3 separate regions of the Mus musculus genome follow, and regions 1 and 2 are each linked to region 3. Evidence: chromatin contacts called from public HiChIP or PLAC-seq and promoter capture Hi-C data. All regions are on one chromosome and are shown on one strand. The core of a region is the stretch at or near the end of the contact, and the rest is flanking DNA. Distances in the headings are between cores, read along the strand shown. Region 1 holds the start of Rtel1 (regulator of telomere elongation helicase 1). Region 2 holds the start of Arfgap1 (ADP-ribosylation factor GTPase activating protein 1). Region 3 holds the start of Kcnq2 (potassium voltage-gated channel, subfamily Q, member 2).

Region 1 (2,700 bases), core at 12-2,511, 180 kb after region 3:
CTTCCCTAAGAAGAGTCCCTTCTCTGTCTGGTACCCCTCACTCTTTTCCTTCCTTTCCTGGGGAATTCCAATTTCTGGGGGGTCCATTGTTTAAATGGCCTGATAGTCAAAAGGAAGATCATATGCATCTCTTAGAATATATTCATTCCTTCCAGGATAGTTTCATTATAAGCTGGGCATGCTGCCTCAAAGCAACTACCTATGTGCTGTGAACTAGACTTGTCTTGATGTGAACCCAAGCAGCAGATGAATCAGCTCATGTCTCAGCTTCACTAGTAGCCCAGAAAGTTTTGCCTGGAATTGGTGCCATCCCAGTGTGTGTGGCCTCCTTCATCTTCAAATTCCCAATAAGAGATGAGGGTCTGAAGGAAATCTATAGGTTTGTCAGGGTGTTCTGTAAGTATGATCTCACATGCACAAGTATGGGCATTTCTGTGGGAAACTACCTGGGTATTAAAGAGAAGCTCTGAAACAAGTATCTATTAGTAGTGGAGAGCCAGCCACTGAAATGTCAATTTCTTTCTAATACCTATTGGGATTGCCTGAAATAAACAAACACCTCTGATGTCAGCACCGCCCTGAAGGACTTTGCAGCTCTCTCTTCCCTGGAGCTCCTTGTTGACTGTCAGCTAGTGCTAGGTGCTAGAGATTTAGAGGAACTCACCTGACAGCTAGCAGACACTGATTGGAAAATAAGCTGGACCCTGGGTGAGAGAGGAGGCAGTGAGAACTCTTAATGTGGGGTGGGGGTCTAGGTAAGATGCAGCCATTTGGATTTTATATACTCCAGCTGTGAAAAGATGCCTTTTGTGACTTGAGGTCAGTAACCACAAGAAAGCTTTAGATTTGTTTAGTTGTGCGGACAATGTAAGTGGCCTGGCCAAATGAACTAGTAGATTCCAGAAGATGGAGCTTATAATGCAAAAGTGGGGATGAGTGTCCGGGCGTGCACGCCTTTCATCCCAGCACTTGGAAGAGGCAGGTCAACCTGGTCTACAGAGTGAGCTCTAGGGCAATCAAGGCTACAGAGAGAAAACCTGTTTCGAAACAAACAAGCAAAAAGAGTGGGAGACAAGCGAGACTCTAGACGATATTAAGTGCTTTGGATAGAATACAGAGATGAGGCCAGGTCCACTGCACGAAGCCCCACCCCCCAGCCCCCAGCCCCCTGGCGTCCAGAGGCGAGGGAACCTGCTGACTCAGAAGTCGCGGAACCCGGTTTCCGCCCGGGTGCAAAGTAGCGGACCGGAAGGGAGGAAACGGAAGTGTAGCATTTAGGCGTGGCTACACGGATCTGCCCGCGAAGTTCCAATCAGCGGACTGCGGAGCACGCGGGATCCGTGTCTTTACAGTTGTTTGATACCGGACTTTGAAAGGCAGCCCTACCGAGACAAGTGAGCTGGGAGTCGCTTGACAGTTTTATCTGAGTGGATAGAGGTCATAGATCACGCACTCGCTAGTTCTGAAGTGCCGCGGTGCATTCTGGGTCCCGGGCTCTTGCTGCCAGTGTCTAGCTAGAGGCGCCTCCCTGGGCTAGTTCCAAGACGGCGGATAGATTTTCGCCTGTCAGTAGACTTGGAGGTCTGGAGAAGTTTAGTGACTTGCGGAGGGCTGAACAGATCATGATTCTGTTTTGCTACCTTTGTTTGGTTGGTTTTGGTTTTGCGTGTCAGGATGTCACTGTGTATTCCTGGCTGTCCTGGAACTCGCTCTGCAGACCATGCTGGTCTCGAACTCAGAGATCCATCTGTTTTTTCCTCCTGAGTGCTGGGAACTAAGGCTGGAGCACCACGCCCTGCCTGTTTTACTACTTTATTTGCATTCGGGTGCACACCTGGACCGAATGATGCATGACCCCAATCTTAAGAGCATCAAAGGTTGGAGACATTCCACGCTTTTGTGTTCAGGTCCAGGCCACAAGGGGATGCTCCTAGGTTCTTAGTCACAGACTTTTTGAAGAGTTGCAGGTAGAGTGCTGAAAATGTGCTTGTTTTGATAACTACATTGGGTTTTTGCTTTGCTTTGCTTTTCAGTCTAGGATGGAATTGGGTGAGCCAGGGGATCATCTTTAGATCTCTAAGCTCCTTTTTATTTTTTGAGACAGGGTCTACATAGCCCTGGCTGTCCTGGAACTCCCTGGACATGCTGGCTTCGAACTTAAGAGATACCCCTGCCTCTGCCTCCTGAGAGCTGAGATTAAAGGCGTGTGCCACCATGATAGGCTCTAAGCACCTTTTGATAGGGAAATAACAGATTTTCTGACCCTACAAGGACAGCTTCCTAAAATGATTGGTGTAATGGTCTGTGGCTACAAAGGCTGATTTCTTCTTATCTGTGTTGTAGGGAATTCTTACAGAGGGAAACCTGATGCCACATGCTGCCAACACTTACCTGGAGTGGCTGAAACACTGAGATGATCAGAGGGGTTTGTCTCACAGACCCAGACAGCCTGCATCTTGGCCTACCACCGTGTCTTCCTCAGTATAGGCTGATATGCCCAGGGTAGTCCTGAATGGTGTGACAGTGGATTTTCCTTTCCAGCCCTACCCATGCCAACAGGAATATATGACCAAGGTGCTAGAATGTCTCCAGAAGGTAAAGCTACAAAGCTCAAGACAGTAATTTAGAGAGGGGGCAATGAGGGCATACCTTCAGCAAACCCCTACTGTAGCCCTACCCTCATCCATTCCAGACTGGGTT
Region 2 (2,700 bases), core at 116-2,615, 170 kb before region 3:
AAAAAAAATAAGCAAAGCAGCCCAACAATGGCTAGATGTGTGGTAGTGGTGGTGAGGCCATTAACACATCCTCATGATAAAAGTAGAATCACAGAACCCTTACCGGAGGTTCCAGCCACCATTTTCTTATGCCCTGGGCTTCACATGGTTATGTGTATGTGTTTAAGTTTATAGGAGGTGGAAGGTTGAGCCATTATATCTGGCTTAGATTTTGTTCTTTTGTTTGTAAAGGTAGGATTTCTTTGTATAGCCCAGGTTGGCCTGGCACTCACTCTGTAGACCAGGCTGGCCTGGAAGTCAGAGACCTGTCTGCCTCCCCAGTGCTGCAATTAAGGAATTTGCCACTTATGTTCTTAGTAAGCTTCCTGTCCCCTGCATTTGGCCACTACGTTAGCCTGCAGAGGGCAGGTATGAGTTCTGGAACATCCTGGTATACATAAGAGCCTTTCTCACAAAAACAGAAATGCCATGTTATGAAGCTAGGTGGGGTGTCTATAATTCCAGAACTCAGGAGGCTGAATCGAGTTCCAGGCTAAATTAGGCTATGATGTGAAAGTCTATCTCAAATAACAATATCAGGCTGTGGTTAAGTGACTTAAGGCTACGTTTTTTGTTTCTCTCTTTACACAAAGCTCTAAACCTGTGAAAGAAACTCCAACAGTGGATGGAGAAAGGGATCCACTGTCCCTTGAGGTCCCAACTGTATGGATCTGAATTTGATAAAATGCCTCACGGTAAGTTTCGATGCAGGTACGTTTGATTTGACCTCAATAAAACATTGACTTTTGGCCAATTTGAAAGTCAAACGAGCCGGGCGGCGATGGCTCACATCTTTTGATCCACTCGGGGGGGCAGAAGCAGGCGGATCTTAGAGTTGGAAGCCAGCTAGCTCCAGGGCAGCCAGGGCTACACAGAGAAACCCAGTCTCTTAAAAAATAAATAAACAAACAAGTAAATAAAAATAAAAAGCCCAAGCAAAACCGTCAAAAGGCCAATGAGGAAGGAATTAGTGACACAGGGCGGCCCAAAGTGAACACAAAACTAAAACCCGCCGGCTACTAAATACATTGATTTGACCAGAACTGCTTGCCCAAGTCTATTTTAAACCACGGGTCGGAGTTCGAGTTGACAGAAGCCACGGGAAGTCCCTTGTTCCCGGGCTTGGTCGAGACCGTGGACGCCCTAGAATCCCGCTGGAGATAGCGCAGCCCGGATCCATCTGCGCTGCCCTGCCGCACTGCCCACGCAGAGGCAACCCTGCAAACCTGGCGCTCAGCCGAAGGTTTAGACAGACCGGAAAAGAAGCCTCGCCTCGGGCTCGCGCACAGAGGCGGAAGTACCGCCTCGGAGGCCTCCCATGAGCCCTTGCAAAGCGCGACGTAGCCGGAAGCTGCTGGCGGCTGGTGGGGGGATCTGAGCGCCTAGTCCAGCTTGGCACCTCGGCCGGACCCGACCTCCTGGGGGCAGCAGGTGAGTTTGCGGCCAGGACACCGGGCATCCGCGGACCCTCAGTTCCTTGCCCTTCCGGCTCTCAGATCACCCAGTTCCTGGCCCTGTAATCCTCGATTCTGCAGCCCTAGGCCCCTGGTCCCCCAATACCGTGACTGTCCGACGCCCCCGGTCTTCAGCCCTGACTTACTCCCCGGTGCCTCCCGCGTACCTCCCATTTCCCAGCTTCCTGGCCCCGGGTTCTCCAGTCCTTCGACCCGTGACGTTTTTGTTCCTCGGACCCCAAACTCCAGGATCCCAGTGTGCGGCCGTCCAGACCCCCCCTCCCCTGCCTCCCGGCCTGTGAGCTTTACCGCCCTTCAGCCTAGCGGTTGCAGGGACCTACGTGGCCCCTCAGCGCTCTGGTCCCGAGCAGTCTTGGACGCAGACTGGTTCTGCACTGCCCACTTTGTCGGGAAAGGGCCTCAGCCCTTCACTTCGAAAGAAGATTCTGTCCAGAGGTGCCGGTAAGCCAGGTTTTCTAACCTCAGTTTGTTTGATTTTTCCCTTCTTGGTCTCTGAAGTGAGTCCTCTGCGGAAGGAGGAAAAACAAAACATCTCAACAACAGACCCCCACAGGATCAAGCTTCTAAACTTTTTCTCAATTGTACCTGGCAATAGAATATACTGTATTTGCACTCTTAAGGCACCCACAAGTCAGAAGTAATATACACTGTTCCATAGCTGTGCAATGTTTAGAGCATTGAAGCCCTAACTATAGTTCTGGACGAGGTGATGATCTGATATCGTCTGTTCTTCAGAGTGAAGAAGCATAACTTAGACATGGGTTCTTTGTGTTCTCTGAACGGTTTTTGGTCACCCATACTGTGTAGCCTTAGGGCCAAGCTATGTCCCTAGATGTCCCCTTTGACCTCAGATGTACATCACGTCCCATTTAAGAAGCAAATGTTCTCTAGTGTGACATGTAGCTCACTAAAGTTTGAAATCCTTATTTGCTTCATTATCTACTAGGTATGTCTGCCTGAAGGAAGAGTATTTTGTTGTTTTTTTTTTCATTTCAGCTATTAAGAATTCTTAAGGGTGGGTGATATGGATACCAGGTAGGGGTGCTTGCCACAAAGCCTGACTACCTGAGTTTGATCCTGGTACTCACTTGGAGGAAGGAGATACTCAGCTCCCACCTTCTAGGCTTCTAGGCATGCACTTGTGAGCCCACCCAAGAAAGAAATCTTAAAAAAAAAAAAAAAAGGA
Region 3 (2,700 bases), core at 171-2,670:
TAGTGCTCCTCCTCTGTCCCTGGTTCTACTGGAATAGGAGAGCCAGCGTCCTTGCATTGGGAGGTTATGCATACTAACATAAACACACACACACACACACACACACACACACACTCATGTATGCGTGAAACAGGTTCGACTCTTTCTGGCTCTGCCCCAGAAGGAGTCCCAGACTTGGGGACAGGAGCAGCCCCTTCCAGGCCCAAAGCTGGCAGTACTGGGGGATAATAGTCTCTCAAGGATCTAAAGCCCAGAATGTGTAGCGAGATCATCAGCAGGTACAAAGGGACTACTTAGAGTGTAGAGAACAGGAGAGTGGGCCTCCGGAGATGAGTACAGGCAACTGCCCTCAGCCAGGGCTGAGGTGATGGGATGTTATGTCCCCTCCCCATTTCTGCAACCCGGAAGCTCAGAGAGGTAGCAAGAGGTTAGGAGGATGACTGAGATGAGGCCAATCTTCTGCATTGCCCCTACTTGGATGTCGGAGAGAACCCACGGGGATGCAGAGGGGCGAATGAGTTCAGACCTAGAGCTGAGCCGCCCTCCCTCCTAGGCGGCCCTTTGTTCCGCGCTGCGGGCCGTGGGGAGGGGCCTCTCGGGCTGAGGGGGGCTGGGGCGCCAGTACATCCCGTCCTGCGGGGGAAGGGCTGGTACAACCCAGCCTGGCGGCCGTAACCCTCCCCCTCCCCAAATAAAACAGTCCCTGACTACAGAATGATCTCCAAAGTCACTCTCCAATCCCTATCCTTTGCTTTAACCCGAGACTGCAATGCCACGACCCAAACCCCACGCCCACGACGCGAACCAGGCGCGCGCGCGGACACGCACACCAGGGCCCCTCAGTCCACCGCAGCTGCGCCTGCTATCAACCCGCGGCCCGGCCAGGGTTTCGCCAGGCCCACCGCTCACCACATCGCGGGCCACTTACACGTAGGCGTGGTAGATGAACGCCCAGCCGCGGGGCCGCTCTAGCACGTTGTAGAGGAAATTCTGCAGCTTGCGGTAGAAGGCGTTGCGCTTCGGGGGCTTCCCGGCTCCCGCGCCGCCCGTCCGCGGCTTGCTCAAAACGCTGCCGCGCTTGGGGGCCTCGGAGCCCGCGATGAGTAGCGCGCCGTCGCGTGTGGAGTCGGGCGCGCCGGGGTCCAGCCCCACGAAGCCCACCTTGAGCTTCTTTTCCCCGCTGGTGCCGGGGTACACGCCACCGTTGCGCGACTTCTGCACCATGGTGCCTGCGGCGCCCTATCGGGCGCGGGCTCAGCGGGGGCGGCGCGCGGGGGGTGGCGCGGGCCCCAGCCCAGGCCTCCGGTCCGGCAGCCGCATGGCGAGGCGGCTGCGGCTCTGCGTTCCTACCTGGCCCGGCCGCGCGCGGGGACGCTGCGGCCACCCGGCTCCGCGCGCGCCTCGGTGCCTGGCCGGCTTCCGCGAGGGCTCCTCCCGCCGCCCCGCCCCGCCCGCCTTAACCCCTACGACGCCATTGTAGTGGCAGGCAGGGAGAGCTGGTCCAGGTGTACTGCCTCACAGGACAACCCTTCCTGCTCTCCTAGCCCGGTAATCCTTGAGGGGGAGTCCAGCCCTGCCGTCACCGCTGAGAGGGCAAAGCACCAGAGTTGACCTGGAGTCGGCAAGTGGACACCTTTGGAAGGATCCTGGCCATTGTCAAGTTCGGTGTTAAAGATTCAGCCCACAAGGATCTTGGCTCTTAGCATCAAGAGGGCCAGACATGAGGAAGGCCCAGCACTTCCTCTGGGTGTGCAGGGAAATTTGTACAGGCTCTCTAAGGGTAACCAGAGCAGTGCCTAGAGCAGAATCCTTGCCCACCTCCAGGCTTACTGAGCCAACTGTACATGGTTATGGAGGAGGCACCAGCCTGGCCCACCCAGTCAGAAGAGGCCTTAGGTACAAGGTGTTTGTGGGTGGGGTGGGGGGAGGGAAGTGCTGCCCACTCCTTGCACGGGCTGGCTTTACCATCACCTCTGGGTCATCTTCCATTCAAGTCTCTGTAAAAGAACTGTAAGTTTTATAAGTCAGGTTGGAGAGATAGCTCAGTAGTTAAGAGCACTGACTGTTCTTTGAAAAGACCTGGGTTTGGTTCCCAGTACCCACATGACATTAGGAACTTAACTCCAATACCAGAGAATGCAAAGACCTCTTGTGGCCTTCTTGAGCACTGAAAGCTTGTGGTACTCATACATACACGCAGGCAAAACATACCCACTAAACATAACGTAAAAATAAACAAATCTCAAAATAGTATTTTTAAAATAACTAAATAAGTGATTACAGATCGTAGATGGCAACTGGGAAGAGCCTAGCTCATTCTATCCACCCTCCTGGGACAATCAGAGCCCAAACCGGGCAGTGGTGCTGCAAACCTTTAATCCTAGCACTTGGGAGGCAGAGGCAGGCAGACCTCTGTGAGATTGAGGCCAGCCAAGTCTACAGAGAGAGTCCCAGGACAGCCAGAACACACAGAAATTTTGTCTGGGGATGGGGTGAGTCAGAGCCCTGAGGGATAAAAGGTTCTGGTTCCCTAGGAAGGAAATGTGTTCCAAGAGGAGGCACTGAAAGGAAGGCAAAGGTCAAGGTTCTCTAGAGTTCCATAACACCAACAGATACAAACTTACTCATCTTCTCTTTTGGGGGGAAAATGGGGACACACCCTTGAAGTCGTTATGAGCCCACAAACTTTCTGGTACTGTA

The links. Promoter capture Hi-C pulls out the DNA fragments that hold promoters and counts their contacts. HiChIP or PLAC-seq counts read pairs in DNA pulled down with a chosen protein or histone mark.
Region 1: a promoter capture Hi-C map of second pharyngeal arch cranial neural crest shows a contact between it and region 3. The contact joins the promoter of Rtel1 here to the promoter of Kcnq2 in region 3. A contact is called at or near these places in 13 of 39 promoter capture datasets (the 3T3-L1 cell line, Sertoli cells, cranial neural crest and 8 more), 6 of 484 Hi-C or Micro-C datasets (bone marrow-derived macrophages, cranial neural crest, embryonic stem cells and 1 more), 10 of 115 datasets of contacts at active chromatin or transcription factors (SST interneurons, bone marrow-derived macrophages, embryonic stem cells and 3 more) and 5 of 9 other capture datasets (adipose tissue, embryonic stem cells, liver and 2 more).
Region 2: an H3K27ac HiChIP or PLAC-seq map of embryonic stem cells shows a contact between it and region 3, with 2.8 times the contacts expected there. The contact joins the promoter of Arfgap1 here to the promoter of Kcnq2 in region 3. A contact is called at or near these places in 7 of 39 promoter capture datasets (the 3T3-L1 cell line, cranial neural crest, embryonic stem cells and 3 more), 1 of 484 Hi-C or Micro-C datasets (nephron progenitors), 7 of 115 datasets of contacts at active chromatin or transcription factors (bone marrow-derived macrophages and embryonic stem cells) and 3 of 9 other capture datasets (adipose tissue, liver and macrophages).

Annotation. Positions count from the first base shown.
Region 1 is chr2:181,318,463-181,321,162 of GRCm38.p6, forward strand. Rtel1 (regulator of telomere elongation helicase 1) reads left to right here and starts at 1,262. Exons shown (of 34, transcript NM_001001882.3): 1 at 1,262-1,394; 2 at 2,344-2,595. The coding sequence starts at 2,494.
Region 2 is chr2:180,965,860-180,968,559 of GRCm38.p6, forward strand. Arfgap1 (ADP-ribosylation factor GTPase activating protein 1) reads left to right here and starts at 1,366. Exons shown (of 14, transcript NM_145760.3): 1 at 1,366-1,470; 2 at 1,743-1,955.
Region 3 is chr2:181,133,869-181,136,568 of GRCm38.p6, forward strand. Kcnq2 (potassium voltage-gated channel, subfamily Q, member 2) reads right to left here and starts at 1,421. Exons shown (of 17, transcript NM_010611.3): 1 at 929-1,421. The coding sequence starts at 1,224.